Linked DNA regions of Sus scrofa: region 2 is linked to region 1. A link is a contact called in public HiChIP or PLAC-seq data. All regions are on one chromosome and are shown on one strand. The core of a region is the stretch at or near the end of the contact, and the rest is flanking DNA. Distances in the headings are between cores, read along the strand shown. Region 1 has its middle 51 kb from the start of PRKCQ. Region 2 overlaps PRKCQ (protein kinase C theta type).

Region 1 (6,690 bases), core at 2,298-4,797:
AGAATCAAACCCACATCCTCACAGACACTACGTTGGGTCCTCAACCCACTAAACTATAACAGGGACTCCAGGGCACTTCTCATTGTGCCTGTGGAATGGATGTCTATGGAAAAATAAGCGCCTCTGGTTAGAAGCCTGTCTTGGATTTTACCCCACACATACTGGTCTGAGACAGTCACATGTGCCCAAAAGACACTATCTTTTAAAGAAACCACTTGCCACTATGTCTACCCAGTCACCTGGAGTTCTTTAGGAATTAGGCAGGATTTATTGATAGAAATAGCAAATCAATAGCTGATTTTTTTCTGGAAAGTATTCACATTAAGTTATTTTCACATTAAGTTATTTCCCTGGCTCCTCCTAAGATGCCCTAGAAGTTAAATTTCACCTACGTACTTTCTGCGCCCTGGGTTACGGCAGCCACCATTTTTCCTTGTGAGCATGTGCAGTAGATGACATCATAGTTGGGGCACAGCTCTGTGACCGTACCCCGATTTCCTCAGGCTTCTCAGAGCGATAGTTATAACATCACCCCGTGATTTCCCTCTGAGAATAGATCATAACGCCAGGAGAGTAATGTCTTTATAGGAATACACAGGGACTTGCTGTACAGCACAGGGAACTATATTCAATGCCTTATATAACCTATAATGGAAAGGAATCTGAAAAATAATATTTAGATAGATAGATATAGATGTAGATATATAACTGAACCACCTTAATCTGTACCTGAAACTAACACAACATTGTCAATCAAGTAGACTTCAAAAAAAAAAAAAAAAAAAAAAAAGAATCTTTTAAGTAACAGTCATAGTAAACCATTCCCAAGTACCAAGAATTTGATGAGCAGGTACAAACTCCGTCCACCACCCTAGGCACAGGTGATCCTGAAAGAACCAGGACTCCATCTCGCACCTGCTCACAGGGGTGAAGGGAGGCATGAGGAAGCCTCGACACTGGACGACAGGGTAAGTCTGTAAAGCCGAGTCCCTGGGAGGGCTGGCTACTCAGGGCAGAGCGTCAGTGTCCAAAAACAAGAAGTACTGAGTTAAGTCAGTTCCCAGGAGCTTGGATGAGACCCAGACACTGAAAGGCGTTCAGCAAGGGACCTGTTCACAGACAGCTATAGGTCTGATTCCTTAGATGAGAGAATTAGATGAACCTGAGCTGAACTGCAGCTGAGTCTCTGATCTAGGCGTTCGGCAATATCCCTTCAACTTTAGCCAGACTAACCCCAAAGTCTAGGCCAAGGGGACCCCATGAGTGAGGATTAAGTTGCCTCAGCTGGGGAAGGGGTTGGGGGAAGAGGGTGCCGCCCCTTCTTACAGGCAAGAAAGTGACAGGATGCAGGACATTCCCAGGGACTCAGGTCGGTCAAATGGAGAGGCCCATTCATGGAGGTCAAATGCATTTAAAATATGTGGTCCTTTCCCATAATAGAGTTACAAGAGAAAAGAAACGAGACATGTTTGCAAGCTTATCAAAGTCTGCACAGGAAAGGAATCGTTGCTCTTGTGATTTAGGATAGAAACACACAGATAGGATGTGAGCGTGTCTTGCCGGAAAGGATTAATGTGAGAAATAAATTCAGTGGCTGTAAACAGCCTTCAGGATATGCCTCTGTGCTTCAGCATTACTCATTCAATGTCATGGAAGTCATATGATAAATCAGTTATTTCATTAACATTCCAGAAACTCAGGTGATTTATACATACCCGATGGCGATCCACCATCCAGGCGTGAACTAAAGCTCCAACACCTAAGCTCCAAAGCTAAGTTGCTAAAAGGGCCTCTCGGTGGGGTCCCTCAGTGGGAAGGATGGTATTTTCACCCCACAGGGTAGCAGTCAGCTCTGATGCTCCACGGAACGAACACCTGCTGCCCGGGCGTCGGATCTTAGAACCGTGGAGCTCCTTCTGCCCTGCCACCCAGATGGCCAAGGACAAAGCGCCTCTCCCCGACACTTCCCTTCCTTGATTGTCTCCAAAGCAAGTGAGGCCATTATTTCCTCTGGTCATCATGGCGACCCAAACACAGTGTCACTTTTTTTCCGCACACAAGGAAAGAAAAGGGTCTAAGACCTGAAGCAAGAATCTGCATGTGGATTGCCTATACAGACGGGAAAAAAGAGGAAGACCTTTAAGGATCAAAAACAAACAAACAAACTTTGTGAAGAAGACATTGATCTCGGGCACATAGTGAGTTTTGCCAAGAGCGTATTTCCAAAAAGCTTTCCTTCCTGTCGTCTTCCCACGGTTTATATTTCCCATGGTCTCCAGGAAGAGAATCATCCAGAGGCTGCTTTGAAAGAGCTTCTTAGGCTTAATTTCCAGCCCTTTCCATTTAGGGTGAATGACAGCTCAGATTGTCCTCTTACCTAAGGGAGCTGCTGTGAACTGGATCAGATCCCCCACAAAGTCCATACACTGAAACCCCAACCCCCAATGTGTCTGTATTTTTATTGATTGATTGATTGATTTCTTTTTATCGTCACACCTGCAGCATATGGAAGTTCCTGACCAGGGGTTGAATTGGAGCTGTGGCTGCCTGCCTACACCACAGCCACAGCCGTACCAGATCTGAGATGCATCTGCAAACTATGCCATATCTTATGGCAATGCCAGATCCTTGACCCTCAGAGTGAGGCCGGGGATCGAACCCATGTCCTCATGGAGACAACGTCGGGCCCTTAACCCACTGAGCTACAACAGCACCCCCATCGAGGTGTCTGTATTTGGAGTAAGGACATAATTAGGGTTAACGGAGTCCTGAGTGGGACCCTGGTCCTGGAGTATGAATGTCCTTGTCAGAAGCGACTCCGGCAGCTGGCTGTCCTCTCCCTCTACCACATGAGGGCTCAGCAGGAGCACACGGCGGGGAGGCGGCCTTCTGCAGCCAGGCAAATGGAACATCAAGCCCTGCAGGAGCTCAGCCTCTAGAACAGTGAGCAAGACCCCTGCTGTTCAAGACCCCATGTGTTTCCTGCGCCCGTGAAAGTTTGAGAAGCCCTGCTCTGAGTGACCAATGGACAATGTGTTATGATGAAAAGACCAGTAGGAGACAAAACGACCTCAAGAGGATAAATGATGGGGCAAATCACAGCTCTGAGCCTTGATCTTTCTGCATTTACACATTGGGAGATTGGGCAGGAAACGCTCTCACATACTGTTCAACTCAATGCCGCCATATTCTATCCTGAAAATAAGATCCTGGAGTTCCCTGGTGGCTCAGGGTGCTAAGGGTCTTGTGTTGCCACTGCTGTGGTGCAGGTTTGATCCCTGACCCAGGGACTTCCACGTGCCCTGGGTTCAGCCCAAAAGAAAAAGATCCCCAAAGACACAGTCTTCTGTTTTATGTCTTTCTATGGCCAGAATCTGGCAGAGACCCCAACATAAGAGTTGTTCAATACTTATCTGACCATCAGTTGACTTGAAATCATCTTAAGCTGTGGTCACTCAGGGATTGTGACATAGCTAACTCTGCCTGAGAGGTGAAAGGGCACTGATGCATCCAGCAATTCCAGTGACTTGAGCAGTGACCCAGAAAAGCCATCGTGTGTATTGAAGCAGTCTCTTGCGGGCTGTGGGGGAAGCAGCCTCTGGCCCCACTGGCCTGTGTGCAAATACTTTCACAGCCATTTACAGACCTCACCAACCTCTAGCACCTGTCCAGCTGCCACGAAAGCCCGGCAGACTCTGTAGCCCAGAAACAGCTGGAACAGATGGTCAGTGGTGGCCAAGGTAATGCATTCACATGTGAGAGCATGCGGGTGAGGTGAGCATCAGGAATTCGGGCTCATGTGGAATGGACGTGTCTTTCACTTTCCTTTGAAATCCTGGCTGATATTCTGGCTGATGCCCTGGGCTACTCTGGGAAGCCACCAAACCCCGCCCCCTCCTCTCCAGTGGCTCACTCATCCTAGTCCTCAGCACGCCCACCCTTCGTGCCACATCTGCCTCCTAGCACCTCAGGAAGAGGAAAGGAGAAAGAGGGTGGAAAGCCCGGCACTTCCCCTTAAACCAGACATTACATATGTCACTTCCACTCTTAACCTCTGGCCAGAGCTAAGTCACAGGGCTACACCCAGCTGAAAGAGGAGTTCGTCTGTTCTGGCAGCCTGTGCCCACCTAAAAGTCCTAATACCAAGGCAGACGGGTGGAAGGTGCCCCGAAAGGCAACTGGCAATGCCCCCCGCCCCAGTGAATATACATGAAAAATCCCAGCGGCTCGGAGGAAGAGCTGATGGGAACTTTGGAAGGGATTCATCTGCATGAAGTAGTGGCTGTGACCCTGTTTCTCACCCAGACTGAATCTGGGAGGTAATTCAAAACAAGTACCAAGAGGACCCGTGGTGTGGCTGGGTTGACTTATTTTCTGGAAATATCAGATCTTTCCAGAACTTCTTTATTAATTGATCTGAGTAACATTTTCCTCCTTTCCTGTCCATCAGACACAGTCACACCTCAGAATGACTCAGTGTTTCGTAGTCAACCTCAGAAGACAGTAGCTTAGGGAAAGAACTGGGGCCCCATCTGTGCACCGTAAGCGGCTGGGCTGGATGGAGATGCTTTCAGCCCCCGGCCAATGTGCATTTCCAGTTCCTGTAACTTCCTCAGCAGTGAAGGGCAGGAAGCAAGCAGTCTGTCAACTCGGGCTTTGGAAAATGGTTTTTATGTTCAGACTTCTTGCCACACTGTCTGCCCAAACACCCATAATGAAAATGAGAATTTAACTGATATAGAGTCACCAAAGAAGGCTGTTCAAAGCACAGAATCCTGGTCCCCCCTTCTCCAGTGAGTCACCCATGATTCTGGATTAGGTTCCAGGAAACAGTATTTTTCAAAAAAGGAAAAACATTTTATTTTTTTAATTTTTTTAATTTAATTTTATGGGAGTATCTTTGATTGACAATGTTGTACTTATCACTCATCTCATGTGCATGGCAAAGTGCATCTGTCTTTAAATTTTTTTAATTTAAATTTAAATTTTTTAATTTGATTTTTTAATTTAAATTTTTTTAATTTAAATTTTTTAAATTTAAATTTTTTAAATTTAATTTTTAAATTTAGCATGTAATACCTGGTCCAATTTGAAGCTCACAAGCTAATCAGAGATAAAAACCCCATCTTGTAAATAACTGTGTTGCTAAATGAATATATATAGGCAAGCCACTATAAGTTACTAAATGTTTGTAACTTTTAATAGTCCACTTACTAAGTTACTAGTAAGTAGCTCTTAATACAAATGAGCTCTTAATACAAATGCATTTCATTCTCCGTAAGAAATTTTTAAAAAATGAAGTTTTGCATTGACCCCTGGCCCACCATTGAAATTATGATAATAGGTACTGTTACAGCGATTACAGAATAAGGCAAATTTTAAGTGATTGTATCCATTAGTGTTTAACCAAGTGGGGAAAAAAAAGCTTCCCAAATACTTATAACAAGGGGATTTACTCAGAGAAGTGGTTACATGGCTGGTGAAAGGGATCAAATAACTCAGAGATTAGCAACAGCAGGAAGTCGGGACTGCGCTTAGGCTGGGGACAAAAGGAAAAAGCAGAGCCACCTGAGACCTGAGACCAGCACCACCTAATGGAAGCTGGGACCACCTCAGGTGTGTCTGCTGGGAGTTAGAACTTCAACGAGGTGCAGCTGCTACAGGACACACCCCCTGAGACTGGGGAAGGAAAGCAATGCCCCATCTTCTCCAGTCCCCAACTCTCCAATTTCTCATCAATTAGCTGCACCCAATGGACAGCCAATTGACATGGGATCCTGAGAAACATCCTGCAGAGGTCAAGTACTGAGCAGAGCATGGGCAGGGTGAGGAATGGACCTGCAAGTAAGAGGTGAAGGACCAGCGCAGACTTTGAGATTCTGTGATGATAAGTACGTATGTGTAGGGAGAGGAAGGATGCTCCAAAACAAAAAAGGTTGCCGAAGCTTAATTTCAGAAGAGAGAAGGTTTGCTTCTGAAGCTCAAAATGTAACAACAATGGAGATCAGGCTTTCTGCTCCTGCTATGAATCGGACTCCCAAGTCTAAAAAAGCACTGGGGAAATGCAATACATTATATAAGGATAAAGCATATATAAAAAGTAATACTGATGTCATCTTTATTAAAAACTGTTCTTCATTCATTTAAAACATCTCATGACTCAGGTTTTAGAAATATAGGTTAACCAGAGGTAAATTATACAAACTAGAGAAAAGATGACAAAAGAAATCTGATTCTTATAATTACTTCTAAAAAAAGAACTTGCTTAGGGTGAATAACTTTTTTATGTAAGATGAAGTTTTCTCTTGTTACTCTCAATATTCCTCTCTCCTCTCCTGATACACTCAATTTGAATGGACAATACCTCTGATTTATCATAAATCTATTTTCTTATTCTTTGAGTTTTTTAATTTGCAAAAGATGACATCAATAAATTCTGCATTTTATGAATCTCAGTTTTGAAGATAAGATATATTAGTGTTAATTCCCAACCTTCATTTAAATGTTTAGTATTAGATCTTACATTTTTATTCTAGTTTCAAAAAATAATATCTGAGATATATTAGAAATGCCAGGTTCCAGGTAGACTATAGATTTAAAAAAAAGGAAAGATTAAAGGAGATAAACAGAAGAAAAATGTTGTCAGGATAAGAATCTGAATCATCTCCCAATCTACTGAATGGATGCATG
Region 2 (6,690 bases), core at 2,540-5,039, 190 kb after region 1:
ATACAATGAATCTCTCTAGCCTCTCCTTTTTCCATCAAAATGATGCCCATTTTTCAAAGCTCCATTCACACACTATCTCCTTTGTGAAGTTTTTCCTTCATCTCACTCACCCATTACCTCTTTCCCCAAAGATGTGAGCAGAGAATCTAAAACACAAAAATAAATGCATGTATAGAAAACAAACTTACAGTTACCAAAGGGGATAGTGGGGGTGGGGAGATAAATTAGGACCTTGGAATTAACAGCTACACACTACTGTATACAAAGTAGATAAACAAGAAGGAGCTACTGTATAGCACACGGAACCACATTCAATACCTTATAATAAGCCATAAAGGAAAAGAACCTGAAAATCTATGTATCACTGAACCACTTTGCTGTAGACTTGAAACAGAAACAAAACACTGTAAATAATTATACATCAATTTTTAAAAAGAAAAAAAGGTAAAATTTAAAAATGCATTGCACACAGTATCAGGAAGGATGCACAAAAAGCCAACTGTTCTCCCTGAAACTTGGGGATAGTCTCACAGTCCATGTCTCCAGAGACCTTCTCAAAAGCTCTGCAGTTCCCTAAGTCATGGTTAAAGGATTGAGGATCTAAAGGATAATTGGAGGTCCATGCCCATTTTGACAAAGAATAGAGAAACAGGGAGACACACTTTTAATATGTACTAGCCACTTAGTAAGTCCAGGTGGAACTGCAACATGTAGAAGCAGCTCCCTGGAGAAAGCAGGAGTCACTTACAGACCAGAACCCTGAAGGTACGTGTGGACTCTTGGTTTTTTAACGACATTCCTCCACTGTGTGTATAATGCAATGAAGCCTTGTACAGCCCGCCACTCACTAGCTCCACAGGACGGGTGGAGGTGCAGCCCTCTCTTGCTCGAAGAGAGAAAGAAGGATGCTGACATGACATGGTGACATCATTATTATTGGAATTACTTGAATAAAGATGGGGAGAGGACAGGACAAAAGACAGCATGGCCATAAGGTGGCATCAGGGGTTGAGATAAAGGGCCGCTCCAGCCAGTGCTTCTCCACCAGTTTCTTTAAAAATATAGACTAGTTTGAGTGTAGCCAAGTTAAGTGGAGGTCTAAATCCTGGGGACAACATTTTAACAGGAAAGGAACATCATGTAGTGAAATGCCAGAAGCCCAGAGTCCAGAACATAGCTTTCAACTCACTAACCAGGAGACCTCAAAGACAGGTCCCCTCTCTAAGGTCCAATCACCATCCTTTGTTAAACAGGGGTAGCAGGACCTCCCTCAGGGGTTCTTACATACAACACACACAAAATCCAGGAAACAGCCAGGACACACCAGCAGGCATTTGCAAACATTCTGTCTGTACAAAATGTGTAATTGAATGGGAATCAGCATTTTGCTTCTTCCTCCTAACTTAAGCCCAAAAATATTTATTAAAATCACCTGCCTTGGAAGACTTAATTTCCATCACAGCTGTCTCCTATCCTCCAAATTTCTGTTCATTTTCCAGCCAAATGAAGTTATTACCAAAATGCAAACTCAGAGCAGCTCCTGGTTGCCTTGGGCTCCCCCTTGTGGCACATCCTGGGAATTGTGTGTGAGCTGGATCCCAGTGAAGGCAAATTTAGTTAAACTAAGACTGTGCTATGTGGGCATCTTTATTTTATCATTCTCTCTGGGTCTGTTTTTACACTAGTCCTTAGGGCTAAGTGCATTTTTTTTCTAAACTTTAGTATCCAAATATTGAGTTAAGGCCAATAGGTAGCACCTTTATACTGGAAATCAGCAGCAGATGGCAAAATTCTGCTTGCAACTTAACTCTTACTTTCACAAATATCTGTCCTGATGAACTGGCACCCATTTAACATAGAACACAGAGTCATTTCCATGAGGCAGAGCATTTTGTCTCTCCTACTTTTCACGGGAATGTCACAGTCACCCAGTAATAAGCTGACCCCACAGCATCACCACTTTTCCCAAATGAGGTTAAGAGGGTTCAAGGAGTCTGCCCGAAACCACACAGTGTTGTAGAACCTGCAACCATCTGCGTGGTCATCACAGTTGGTGGTGGTGTGTTTGCTTAGCAAGTCTTGTGTTAGAGACCTGTAGACAGTTCCCTGAGCCTCGCTTCCAAGCCTCTCTCATTGCCCAGACACATACCGGGGGGGGGGGGGGGTCAGAAATGGCTGCTGTGAGCATTATTCTGCCACATCGGAAAGCTCACCAGCACTCCCCTAGCAAATATGAAAATGGCTAGAACTGCAGTGTCATTTTTCTTTGCTAAAGCCATCAGTGCTACAATCCTGCCATTCATTCCAAAGGCCCGTTTAAGAAGAAGAGAAAAAGCCAATCCTAAGACGGCCTGTGTGCATGTGCACACATTCACTAGATGCACTGAATTAAGCCTTAAGTCGAAGGATGGAAAGGGTGTCTATGCCAAGAGGGTCCCTTCTTGCTTTTTAAATTTGGTGCTTTCAAACCTGTTTTCCCATCCTCACTTGGGTTTGGATAATAAAGCAGCTTTGCCCCAAGCCTACCTGGGAGCAGCATTCATGAAAAACAAAGACTTTTCTTCTCCATTTCACAAATTGCTCTTATGCTCCTACCAAGTACTGTTTTGTTTTGTTTGGGGGCCACTCCTGTAGCATATGGAAGTTCCAGGCTAGGGGTCGAATCAGAGCGGCAGCTGCCGGCCACAGCCACAGCCACGCCAGATCTGAATCGCATCTGCAACCAACACCGCAGCTCGTGGTACTGCTGGATTCTTAACCCAATGAGTGAGGCCAGGGATCGAACTCACATCCTCATGGATGCGAGTCCATGAGCCACAGAGGAACTCCCCAGTACTGGCTTTCACAGTGACATAATATATATACCATAAAATACACCATCGTAACCTTTTTTTTTTTTTTTGTCTTTTTGCGTTTCTTGGGCCGCTCCCTCAGCATATGGAGGTTCCCAGGCTAGGGGTCCAGTCAGAGCTGTAGCTGCCGGCCTACGCCAGAGCCACAGCAACGCGGGATCCAAGCCGCGTCTGCAACCTACACCACAGCTCACGGCAACGCCGGATCCTTAACCCACTGAGCAAGGGCAGGGACCGAACCCACAACCTCATGGTTCCTAGTCGGATTCGTTAACCACTGCACCACGACGGGAACTCCCAATCGTAACCATTTTTAAGAGGGCAGTGCACTAGCGTTGAGTATATCCACACTGTTGCACAGCCAAGTCTCCAGAACTTTCCATCTTGTACAACCGAAATCCGTCCCCATTAAACAACTGTTGCTTCCCGACAAACCCTGACAACCATCATTCCGCTTTCTGTCTATAAACTGGACTCTCTAGATATGTCATATAAGTGAAATCCTACAGCAGTTGTCTTTGTGTGTCTGGCCGATTTCACTTTGCGCAACGTCCTCAGAGCTTATCCATGTTGAAGTGTGCGTCCGAATTTCCTTCCTCTTTAGGGCTGAGTTAATACTTAGCTCTGTGGAGAGACCGCATTTTGCTGACCCATTCATCCACGGATGGGCCGTATGTGCTGTTTTAGAGACGGTCGTGGCCTGCTTTGTTGGGGTGACAGGCCCTGAGCAGGATGGCAATACGGTATCTTTCCACGTTAAATAAGGAAGTTGCTGAAAGGCCAGAATACGAAGACTTTTATGCCAGGAATGTGGACAGGAATCTCTTTAAAAGTTAGGTGGGATTCCAGACTTTAAATCCACTTCCCTAAAGGACCGACCAGACTCCTTCCCCTCCAAACACTGCTAACAAGTGTCACAGTGTCACCGCATGTTGCAATGAGAGGTCTTGGTTTCTGGATTTGAACAGCTCGTTTTCCTGGTCTCTCTCAGCAGAGTCACGAAACTTGACTCTTCGGAACCATGACCTGTTAGCTTTAAGGGTGGGCTTTGTCAGATGACCTCTTTGGAAGCTTGATGTTTTAGGCAGAGACTCAGGACCACAGATGCCACACAACATGTGGTCTGGTTTAGCGCTTCACCTCAAGGCACTGAAGGGCCTGGAAAACCTAGCTCTCTTAGGTCTGGATCTGCCACCCACGTGCGGGAAAATAAAGGTTGGCGGGACAAGTCAGTTGTTTCGCTTAAGGCCAGAGGCAAAAAAAGAGAGAGAGAGAGGAGAGAGGTTGAAACTCAAGAACGTTTGCCCAGTTTTGGCACTGCCCACTCATTTCTACCTAGTCACTAGCTTCTCGAAAGTTTCAGTGTAATCTTTGTAAAACCATGTGCTGTCTTCGTCATGAGCTATTGCCTGGGTGGCCTTGAGACATCCAGGCAGGGCGTTCAGACCAACCTCGTTTTTATTTTTTTTCATGTTTTGGTTAAAGTGTAGTTGATTTATAATGTTCCTTCAATTCGTGCCGTACAGCAAAGTGACCCAGCCACTCTAAGTCAAGGGACCAGACACAGTTCCCTGTGCTATACAGCAGGACCCCGTCACCCATCCATTCTAAATGTAACCGTCTCCATCTCCGAGCCCCAAACTCCCCGCCTGTCCCCCTCTCCCCCACCCCTGCCCCTGGCAGACGCAAGTCTGCCCTCCGTGTGCACAATCTGTTTGTTTTGTAGAGAGGCTCATTTTTAGTCACTAGGTCCCTGCCGTTTGGTCCTGCAGATCCTACTGGGTCAGAAGTACAACCACTCTGTGGACTGGTGGTCCTTCGGCGTCCTTCTCTACGAGATGCTCATCGGCCAGTCCCCATTCCACGGGCAGGATGAAGAGGAGCTGTTCCACTCCATCCGCATGGACAGTCCCTTTTACCCACGATGGCTCGAGAAGGAGGCAAAGGACCTTTTAGTGAAGGTAAGAAGTGGCCTGGAGGAAACGCTCCTAGGTTTAGTACTAGGCTTTCTCCTCGGTGCTCCCGTCCATTGCTAGGTTCGGGTTTATACCTGGCAGAGTAAACAGTAACTGCACTGAACCAGATTTAAAGGGGATGTGCACCCTTGTTTTAACTGAGGCACCGATAGGATGAGCATGAGCTATCAAAAGGAGTCTCAGACCCTCCCGTGCAAGAAACACCCAGGAACCAGTTCCAGGACTCTTAAACAGCCGCACCTTGAGATGTAATGGGTCTATTGAACAAAAGCTATTTGGGGCTTAAAACTTAAACTTGTTTCCCATAGTCCCTACTAAATCTGTTCAGTCCACCCGAAATGATAAAATTCCTAGAAGAACGTATAGGCAGTAACTTCATTAACATCAGTCCCAGAGATATTTTGGGGGGATCTGACCCATAAACAGGGGAAACAAAGGTGGGAAGAAACACATGGGACCACATGACATGAAAAAGCTTCTGCACAGCAACGAAATCATCAAAATGAAAACTTTGAATGGGAGAGGATACTTGCAAATCATATTTGGTAAGGGATTAACATCCAAAATATAAAAGAACTCATACAGCTCAGTGACAGTCTGATTTTAAAATGGTAGATATATACAATGGACTACTACTCAGCCATAAAAAAGAATGAGATAATGCCATTTGCAATAACATGGATGCAACTAGAGATTCTCATATCAAGATAAGTCAAAAAGAAAAAGACAAATACCATATGATAGCACTTATACGTGGAATCCAAAATATGGCACAAATGAGCCTATCCACAGACAAGAAACAGACTCACAGAGATATAGAACAGACTTGTGGTTGCCGAGGGGGAGGGAGTGGGATGGACGGGGCGTTTGGGGTTAGCAGATGCAAACTGACATTTAGAATGGATGGGCAGTGAGGTCCTGCTGTATAGCACAGGGAACCATATCCAGTTTCTTGGGATAGAACATGCTGGAAAATACTATGAGAAAAAAAAAAAAAAAACCATGATGAAAGATGTGTGTGTATCACTGGGTTACTATACTGTACAACGGAAATTGGCACAACGCTGTAAATTAACTACACTTTAATTTTAAAAAAGCAAAATGTAATGGATGAAGGGATCTGAATAGACAATTTTCTCAAAGATGAAAAGATGGCTAATAGGCACATGAAAAGATGCTCAGCATCACTAACCAGGGAAACTACAAGTCAAACCAAAGCCACAGTGAGCTATCGCCTCACACCTGTCAGAATGGCTGCTATGAAGAAGATGGGAGAAGGTACCAGCAAGGATGTGAAAAAATGGAACTCCAATGATGGAAGACCACTGCTGGTGGGATGTCAACTGGTGGAGCCACTGTGGAAGCAAGTATGGAGATCCTTCAAAAAGTTACGACTAGAATGACAATACACTCATATCGTATTCCACTTCTGGGTATTTATTCAAAGAGCATGAAAACACGAATTGGAAAAGATATATGTACCCTTATGTTCATTGCAGCCTTCTTTGAAATAGCCAAGAAATGGAAACAATCCAAGTGTTTGTCAATAGACGACCAGATGAAGAGGTGGAATGTATACCCAATGGAACATTAGCCAAAAAAAGTGAAATGCTGCCATTTGCAACACCACGAATGGAGAGGGTCTTGTGCCAGTGAAATAAGACAAAGACAATTACTGTGGGATTTCATTCACGTGGAACCTAAAAAATAAACTCATGGATACCGAGAACAGATTGATGGTCACCAGAGGAGAAGGGGCAGGGTGGGCAATGCTGGGTGAAGGGGGCAACGCTGTGGTGAAGGAGGGGTAACCAGGCTTTGGTGGTGATCACGCTGGAGTGGGTGCAGAGGCTGAATTATAA

What was found. HiChIP or PLAC-seq counts read pairs in DNA pulled down with a chosen protein or histone mark.
Region 2: an H3K27ac HiChIP or PLAC-seq map of alveolar macrophages shows a contact between it and region 1. The contact joins two enhancer-like sites. A contact is called at or near these places in 4 of 47 Hi-C or Micro-C datasets (alveolar macrophages, epiblast stem cells, mesenteric adipose tissue and 1 more) and 1 of 2 datasets of contacts at active chromatin or transcription factors (alveolar macrophages).

Annotation. Positions count from the first base shown.
Region 1 is chr10:64,388,279-64,394,968 of Sscrofa11.1, forward strand. No RefSeq gene overlaps it. Among named protein-coding and RNA genes, the nearest start is that of PRKCQ, 51 kb to the right of the region's middle. Within about 2 kb of position 3,548, at least 1 of the 83 cell types and tissues checked has an H3K27ac peak or open chromatin away from gene starts, as enhancers often do. A contact at or near this core is called in alveolar macrophages, where this site is marked.
Region 2 is chr10:64,577,047-64,583,736 of Sscrofa11.1, forward strand. PRKCQ (protein kinase C theta type) reads left to right here. Exons shown (of 18, transcript XM_021065023.1): 16 at 4,625-4,813. Among named protein-coding and RNA genes, the nearest start is that of PRKCQ, 140 kb to the left of the region's middle. Within about 2 kb of position 3,790, at least 5 of the 83 cell types and tissues checked have an H3K27ac peak or open chromatin away from gene starts, as enhancers often do. A contact at or near this core is called in alveolar macrophages, where this site is marked.